2 separate regions of the Rattus norvegicus genome follow, and region 1 is linked to region 2. Evidence: chromatin contacts called from public Hi-C data. All regions are on one chromosome and are shown on one strand. The core of a region is the stretch at or near the end of the contact, and the rest is flanking DNA. Distances in the headings are between cores, read along the strand shown. Region 1 overlaps LOC108351048. Region 2 overlaps Vwa5b1 (von Willebrand factor A domain containing 5B1).

What was found. A called contact is a pair of places that touch in the nucleus more often than the background predicts.
Region 1: a contact with region 2 is called in a Hi-C map of frontal cortex, with 2.4 times the contacts expected there. The contact joins two enhancer-like sites. A contact is called at or near these places in 3 of 12 Hi-C or Micro-C datasets (the Rat2 cell line, frontal cortex and kidney).

What each region holds. Positions count from the first base shown.
Region 1 is chr5:156,199,110-156,203,520 of GRCr8, reverse strand. The region is part of intron 1 of LOC108351048; the gene reads right to left. Among named protein-coding and RNA genes, the nearest start is that of Ubxn10, 42 kb to the left of the region's middle. Within about 2 kb of position 1,705, at least 3 of the 93 cell types and tissues checked have an H3K27ac peak or open chromatin away from gene starts, as enhancers often do.
Region 2 is chr5:156,092,811-156,096,880 of GRCr8, reverse strand. Vwa5b1 (von Willebrand factor A domain containing 5B1) reads left to right here. Exons shown (of 22, transcript NM_001107988.1): 15 at 2,049-2,250; 16 at 2,579-2,896. Among named protein-coding and RNA genes, the nearest start is that of Vwa5b1, 41 kb to the left of the region's middle. Within about 2 kb of position 2,145, at least 3 of the 93 cell types and tissues checked have an H3K27ac peak or open chromatin away from gene starts, as enhancers often do.

The sequences.
Region 1 (4,411 bases), core at 456-2,955, 110 kb before region 2:
AGAAGAGTTGCTTTGGTCATGGTGTCTGTTCACAGCAGTAAAACCCTAACTAAGACACCCTCCTAAGATTTAGGGAAAAAAAATCTGTTCTCCTATCTGTAAAACTAGAATGAAGTGTGTCCTCACAAGGCTTTGTGACTATTAAAGAAGAAATGTTTTCCACTAGGGGAGGAGTAAGGACTAATAGATGTTAGTCTCCCCTCCCCCGTCTCCTCTTCCCTCTTCTCTGCCCCCTTCTCCTCTCCCTCCCCTCCCCCTCCTCTTTTCCTCTCCATTCCCTGAAGCATCTTCTCCTTCCCCCACCCTCCCCTTTCCTCCTTCAGTTGTGTTCTTAGTTCTTAACCTCTGAAGATAGAACCGACTTTCCCCCACTGGTTCCTTATAGATCAACTCAATCCAAAGCACAGCCCATCAGTAGAATTTCATTCAAAAATAAATATATAATGTGTGTAATTGAAGGTATTGTACCTTCAATAGGTAATTGAAGAGATACAGTGTGGTGTCCCTGTGCAAGTGTGCAAAATGTGAAAGCTGAGTTGGGCTAATGAACACATCTCCCGCCTCAAACATGCATCATTTCTCTGTATTGTAAACAAAGTCTCCCTTCTAGATATTTTAAGCAATGCATCACCGTTAATTATAGACACTCCGCCCTATTGTGCTACCGAACACAGCACCACACTCAGCTCTGTTCAGCTGCAAGTGTGGACCCGTTAGAATTTCTCGTCTGTGGTTCGGATCTCCACCCAAAGATCTTTATTTTAAAAGGTTGGTCCTAGGTTGGGGATGTGGCTCAGCAGGAAGGGTGCTTGTCTGTTGTATACAAAGCCCTGGACTGGGTCCCCAGTACTGCACAAACCAGGCATGGTGGCCCACACCTATAACCCTAGACTTAGGAGGTAGAGGCAGGAGGTTCAGAAGTTCGCCTTGGTCTTTGGCCCCGCCCATGGCAATGACAGGAGGAGGTGGAAGCTTTGGTAGCCGGGCCCTTCTGGAAGGGAACTAGGTCACAGCTCACTGAGGGCTCCATAAGGTGAACAGACCTCCTCTTCAAGCCAAATGTTCTCAACTGTGTCACAACCGGAAGAAATGGGGTCACATGACCACAAGCAGACCCCCTCCCTGAAACCAGGAGACAAAACGAAGTTGATTATCTCAGGCATTTTGTTATAGTAACAGACACTGGCTAATGACCATTTCCACCCTTCATTTCCACGGATCCTGTGCAATCCTGGAGACCTTAGAGTACAGATGTCAACACCTGACATCCGAGGTCTTTAGCGGAGAGCAATGACTCTCTGCTCATTGTTCTGGGATGTCCCCAGAATTTCTTCTCCTGCCTCCTGTGACAGGACCTCAACAGTTGTTGCCACCTCTCTGCCTCCTCTCACGTTCTCTCCGTTATCAGCCTCGAACCGCTGCACTACTCAGGGGCTGCCCAGTGCCCTTATTCAAGGGCAAGGGTCGAAAAGAAGATTGCAGACACTCTCAAAGCTCCGACAGGCTGGCTTTTGCAGCAGCCCAAAAGGGAAATGCTATGAGTGTTTATGCAAATGACTAAGTGGGCTTACCCATCTTGGTAGCTGTGTCACTTCTCCCACACACGTGCCCACCAGGGCTACCCATTGGCCCCGGGGGCAGGTTGTCTGCTGTGGTGGTGGTGTGGAGGAGCCTGGGGAGGGGAGTTGTTGGGGGACAGTGAAAAGAAAAGAGCACAGCCTGGAGAAGGTCTAAATTTAGGGGACAGAGAGGGAAGAGAAGCCAACAGAGCGGAGAATACGTGTGGGAAAAAAAGTGGCTGCATCAAGAGAGTGTGATTTCACGGAGTCCAAGAAAACTGGGAGACAGAGAAATGCTCAGCAGGTGCTACTCCTGACCCACAAGCGCCACTGCCTGCTACAATGTGCCAGAGTCTATCCCAGGACACGATGGAAGTCACCTCTGTCAATGCCTTCCTTAGTATTACACTTACATTCCAAATACTGAGATCCAAGATTAGTACGAAACACCACACCGCTGTAAATGACACAGACACGTATAGAATTCCGATAGCTGTGTGGCTTCCCCACCGTTCTCTGCCATCTCCTGTGAGGAGGCTCACATTCAGGTTTCGAGCACTGGCATTGCCAACGTACAATATGGGATTTTCTCCAAGGTCGGATTCCCTGAGACTGATTTGTTCAGGGTTCGTGGAACAGTGTGCCCTTGATCATAGTTGCACGAAGAGAGCAGCCCTCAGAAATGCACAGGAGAAACTGCACTGCCGTGCAGCCACGAGGAAGGTCTCATCCAACCCTGCTGAGGCAAAGGGTCATTGAGGGGACCCACTGGCAGCCATCAGTCACCGATACCCTCAGTAATAGGAATTAAGACTTCAGATCCAATGTGTGGAAACGATTACACGTTCACCACCAAGCTCAAATACATACGGGTCCCCCTTCATATTCCCTGAAGGATGATGCTGATATTGGGCACAGGGGTGCTTGAAGAAGGAAGGTTTAAGGCAATAGATACAGCCCAGTTGAGGAGGGGTCCAGGAGGAGAACACAATCTAATGAGTGTTGGTTGCTAGGCATCATATAGGATTAAGACACTTAGCCCTGAGGTGCTAAGTCATTTAATAGAGCCACTGGCATTTAAAACAAGGGCTTGTTCTCTCCTCAGCATAGCAAATGGGGTTACTAGAATCTGAAGCAGCCTCACTAGCAAGAAGGCTTTTTGTCTTTTTTCTCTGGTCCATAGTGACTGCATCTCATCCCGTTGGTGGGAGCTCAACTTCAGAATCTGACATCATTGGCTAATAGGTACAAAGCAGGAGGGGCGGGACTCTTGCCTGGCTAACTGGCTTTGATTAAAGTAAAACTCTCACAGGGCCAAGTTCAGACTCTCTCTGGCTACAGCTACCAGTATTAAGCACCCGAGGCTCGGTATGAAGGACTTCCGTATCAACAGTGGATGGGGGCGACAGTCATCAACATTGCAGAGTTGGATAACAGGACTCAGAGGTCTCTTTAGTGTCCCTAAAGCCAGGGAAGGACTCCTTCTCAGAGGCACACATTGGTGTGTTGGTGTGCCCCCGTGCATCCTGCCTCTCACTGTGTGACTCAGGACAGTTCCAATGCACTCAGGCCCCACACTCCCTTAGCCTCCAGTCTCCCACAAGCTCACACTCAGGTTTAGGTTCTCCCACCACCAGGCCTGTGCACACCTTAGCTGGCTACCACAGAGCTCTTGCAGCCCCGAGGACTCCAGTTCGAACTCAGCCATGTGGCCTCAGGGACATAGCTACTTCACCCAGCCATGGAATACAGCAGCAGCACTGAAACCCAAGTCTTCCTGACTCAAACTCACTTCTGAGTTGACTGTGGCCCCCAAAGGGCAGAGCAGAGAGGACACACCTCCTACACAGCAGGCACTTAGTGGCTGTTCCCTAGTCAGTTTAGGATTTCCAGGCAGGGATGCCAAAGATGTCTAGCTTCTCAAAGGGTGTTTGAGAGCTGCACAGTGTGATTGTGGTAGTGGAGGTGATGGTGGTGGGTACGTATTGTTGCTGCTGGTGGTGATGATAGTGTTGTTGTTGGTGGTGGTGATGATAGTGGTAGTGCTGGTGGTGGTGGTGGTGGTGGTGGTGGTGGTGGTGGAGGAGGTGGTGATGGTGGTGGTGGTGGTGATGGTGGTGGTGGTGGTGATGGTGATGGTGGTGGTGATGGTGGTGGTGGTGATGGTGGTGGTGGTGGTGGAGGTGATGGTGGTGGTGGAGGAGATGGTGATGGTGGTAGTGGTGATGGTGGTGGTGATGGTGGTGGAAATGGAGGTGGTAATGGTGGTGGTGATGATGGTGGTGGTGATGGTGGTGGTGGTGATGATGGTGGTGGTGGTGATGATGGTGGTGGTGATGATGGTAGTGGTGGTGATGATGGTGGTGGTGGTGATGATGGTGGTGGTGGTGATGGTGGTGGTGGTGGTGGTGGTGGTGGTGGTGGTGGTGGAGGTGATGGTGATAGTGGTGATGGTGGTGGAGGTGGTAGTGGTTGGTGGTGGTGGTGGAGGTGATGGTGATGGTGGTGGTGGAGGTGATGGTGGTGATGGTGGTGATGGTGGTGGTAGCAGCTGCTTCCAGGGGACAGGGATAAAGCCAGAAAACACTTGCAACAGCACTGGAATTTGTGTTCCCCTGGGGATTGACTAGTGAAAATGAGATAAGGTGAAAATGACTCACCTCTGACCTGGGATAGAGAACAGGCAGGATAGCACTGGGCTTAGAGCCAGGGAGGGGAAAGAGACCAAGAAACACAGTGGGGGGCCAGGCCAAGGCTTATTGGCCCCAAGAACAATGGGGAACAGAGAAGGTGATTGAAGAGGGAGGGGTGGGAAGGGCAGGGGAAGAGGGACTCTGCTCACACAGGAACCA
Region 2 (4,070 bases), core at 896-3,395:
CCCCGTGGTTCCCAAGGGGTCGAATTCGTAAGAGTAGGATCATCGTCTCAGCTCATGGACTTCAATCAGTGATACACAGCCCGTCGTCCTGGTGTGCACTGCTGTAAAAGAGACCCTGACACACTGAGCATTGTCACACATTTAGCTACTTACCTGTCTCTAATATGGAAAAAATTGTGACTTGTCTTAACTGCCATGGCTCTAAGCATCTCCACTTGGCTAATATGTTCAATATGAACTGCTTGTGGATGAAGGCCCCCACTATTCTAATTTTGTATTTTCCCTCCAATTACATGAGAGAGAATTCGTTTCTCTTTTTAAGGTCAGAATAAGAATAGTTGTTTATTGAGTACACCTGGAGAGGGCTAATAGGCCGGGCAGTAAGTAGGTACCCCCCTCAGCTTAGGGCAATGGGTCACATGAGGCAGGGGGATGGGATGTCTCTCTGTGCTTGGAAGAAGTCCCCCTCCCGTGTGTAGCTTTTGGGCATGTAGATTGTGTCGTGAGGAGGAAGGCAGTCTGGGTAGGCTGGTAAACAATGCTGGGATCTTAGTGTGAGTCAGCATGGTAGTGCCACCCAGTCTTGTAGCCTCTGCTGTACAAATCAGGGCAGCCGTGGTCTGTCACCCAGCACTGGGCTGCAGTTGTGTGACATCTAAGAAGCCTGACCTGAGACAATCCCTGAGTCTCATGGTATGAAAGAACTCCTTTCATGTGTGTGTGTGTGTGTGTGTGTGTGTGTGTGTGTCTGTGTGTGTGTATGTGTGTGTGTATGTGTGTGTATGTGTGTGTGCACGCACACACACACATGTGTTCGAGTGCGTGCCCTCTGTGCACTGCATTACACACAAACACACATGGTAAAGAAATTTAAAAACATTAAGCAAGCTTGTGTTTTCATAGAATTCAGTGGATCCTGAATTCCAAGAGCATTTTCTTTTTTCTAAAAAGAGAGAGAGAGAGAGAGAGAGAGAGAGAGAACTCCATCATACATGTTGCAAGGATATTTCCCATCTACCCCTTGGCTTTCGGAGGCTTGTTTATAACAAGCCCAAGAACAGAGAGATGAAATTATCAAAACAGACTGTAAAGTCCACAAACAAAACCAAACACACATGCTGGCTCTGTGAGAATCGTGTGTTGAACTGATAAGATCCAGAGAGCCCCGCTACATTCCGTAAACAGCGCTGAGGTCTGAAGCACTCGGGAAATCAAAGTAAAAGCTAGTTCCTATCTCCTTACAGGAAAAGTCCCAGATGAATCAAAGGCTTAAAACACACAAACAACCAAAAAAACTCAAAACTTCTAGAAGATTTTCTTGGGGGTGGGAAAGACCTTTTAAGCATGCCATATGGGGAGATAGATGTAGGGGGAAGGTTGGTAATTTTAACTACGCACAAAAAAGGTTTTAAGCTCTCTGCCAGAAAAGAAAGTAGGTTTGGAATTATCCGTGGTATGAGGTTTTCTGTGCTTTGGAGTTGACCATGGCCTGGAATCTTTCTGGTTTCTGTTTCTCAAGGGTGGTGGGGACTAGGTCCAGGGTCCCTGGGTCCCTGAGAGGCCTGACCTGTGGAGAAAGAGAGAGATCACTGGGGGTTGGAGGAGGGAAGAGAGGGAACTGTTGGGGGAAGCAGAAGGAGGCTCTTGCCACATGAACTTCACCTCCTTTATTTTCCCCCTCTTCCTCTTTCCATCCTCCTAATTTTCTTCTTCCTCCCTCCTTTTTCCTCCTTCCTTCTCCTTCCTTTCCTCATCCCTCCCTCCCTCCCCTCCGCTCCCCATGCCCTCCTCCTTCCCTCTCCCTCCTCCCTCCCCTCCTCTTCCTCCCATCTTATTTATCCCCTCCCTCTCCATGTCCCCCTCCCCCCCCATCCTCCTCCACACACACACACCCGCCATCCTCCTCCTCACACACACACACACCCGCCATCCTCCTACACACACACACACACACACACACACACACACACACACACACACACACACACACACACGCCTCCCTCTGCCTCTCCTCCCTCCCTTCCTCCTCCCCTTGCTTTCCTCCTTAGCCGCTACTCACCAGAGGCCATGACCCAAGCCAGGGCCCCAGACTTCATGGCCCTGGAGCCCGCAGGCCTTCCCTTCTTCCTCAAGGCTGCCAGCCCATGCGGTTCTCTGGCCCGGAGCCCCAGGCCTGGAGCCCCGTGAGAGAGCTGGGTCTTGGCTCCGGCCGGAAGTCTGTCCTTAACAGCCGAAGCTCTGAGGACCTAGGTAAGGGTCCAAGGTCCAGGGTCTGAGGGAACAGGAGGGCTGTGACCCAATTTCAGATGACAGGGACAGAGTACCAGTGCCTGTCTTGCTCTGAGAACCTTTCTGGGTCCAACGCATCTGTCCAGCCCCTCAGGGACAGGCTTCCAGAAAGGTGGATCTGTCCCTCTCTGGAACACGCGCAAGCCCCCTGTGTGGCATTAGCGCTTTAGGAAGGAGCTGTCCTTTAAGCCTTTCTATTTTCTAGAAGTGACTGCCCCCAGGGGAGGGATGATATTCTCTGTGAATGGCTGCCTGTGCAGCCTCAATTTCAGCCTTCTTGTCCCTCCAGCCACAGAGCCACCCCCTTTTCCCTCGACCTTGGAACCAGAGACATCCTCAGACTTGGAGCCCACGGCTGAATTAGAGGAGCAAGCTCCCTACAGGACCGCCACGCCAAGCCCTGTGCTGGGCAAAGTTTTGGTCAAAGGAGTGTGTGACAACCAGCATATGCAGTGGGAAGTGAGCTTTGAGCTAGAACCTCCAGCCCTGCGGAGGGAGGACACACAGAACGATGACATGTGGGGCGAGACTTTCCACCACCTGGCGGCCCGCGCCATCATCCGCGAATTCGAGCATCTGGCCCAGCGCGAGGATGAGATTGAGCTGGGTGAGCGACCAGGATTGGGGATAGCGGTATTCCCCTTAGCAGCACAGTGACCTTCCCACTGCCCGAGGCCAGACTTGTGCCTTTCCAAAGCCCCGCCCACACCCTGAGGCCCGCCCTCCAGAAGCCTAGCGCCACATCTACTGCCCAAGATCCCTTCTCTCATTTTTGAACTCCCACCCACACCCAAACCCCTCAAAGTCCCTTACTCTGTCTCAGTAACCTAAGGTTAGCCCTAGGCTAGCCTCATCAACTAGCTCCACACTATGCACCCCTCCTCCCCTGCCTCTGACCCTTATAACACCCCTGCGGAGGTCAAGGCTCCATCTCCATACCACTAACTGTTTCCCGGAGCCCACGCTACACCATGTCTCACCCCACATTAAATGGAGCTTGGGGCTGCATCCTCAACCTGAGGTGCCCTCCCTTCCTCAGCCCCGGCCTCCTCCATCTTTTCCACTCTCCTGGTGACCCATCCTCCTCTCTTCCTGTGTCCTCCTCTCCTACCAGTGCTCCTATACTCTCCCACCCCTGTGCTCCCTCATAGCCAGCATTTCTCTTCAGTGATCCATGTCTGGTTCTGGATAGCCAACAGTGGTAGGAGATCCTCTGAGGTCAAACCTTTCCCACAGGACCCCTAGACCTAGCCTAGATCCTGCCCACTCACACCAGTCCCAATGACTTCCACACAGTCAGCTGGGGACCAGGCTAGGTGTTTGGCCCCACAAAGGCCTCGGAGGGTTGGCTGGCATAGAATACAGTAATCTCATCCTTTCCCAGGGGTACCTGGCACTGGCTAAGAGAGGCCAGCATTAATCAAACGATTACACAGCTAATTAAGTAAGTCCTGTTCAGAAACACATAAATTCCAAGCCCTGTGTAGCAGGGCTGGGTTGTGAGCTAATTTAGTTCAGGAACTGGGGCAGCTTTTCCCCAGGACTTGACTAGTGAAATCTCAATAGGACACACTTGGAGAACAGAGATAAGGGCCAGTAAGAATTATGGGGTTCCCTTGTTGTGAGTTTATGTTTCCTTTACATACTATGTGGTTTATATTCCATTTGTATTTAGGGATAATGTATGATCCCCTTTCCTTTTACTCCTCCCCCTTCGTTGCCCTGGTTTCTTGAACAGCCCTCAGAAGGCAGCAAGCCATCAAGAGAGCTCACTACTTGGT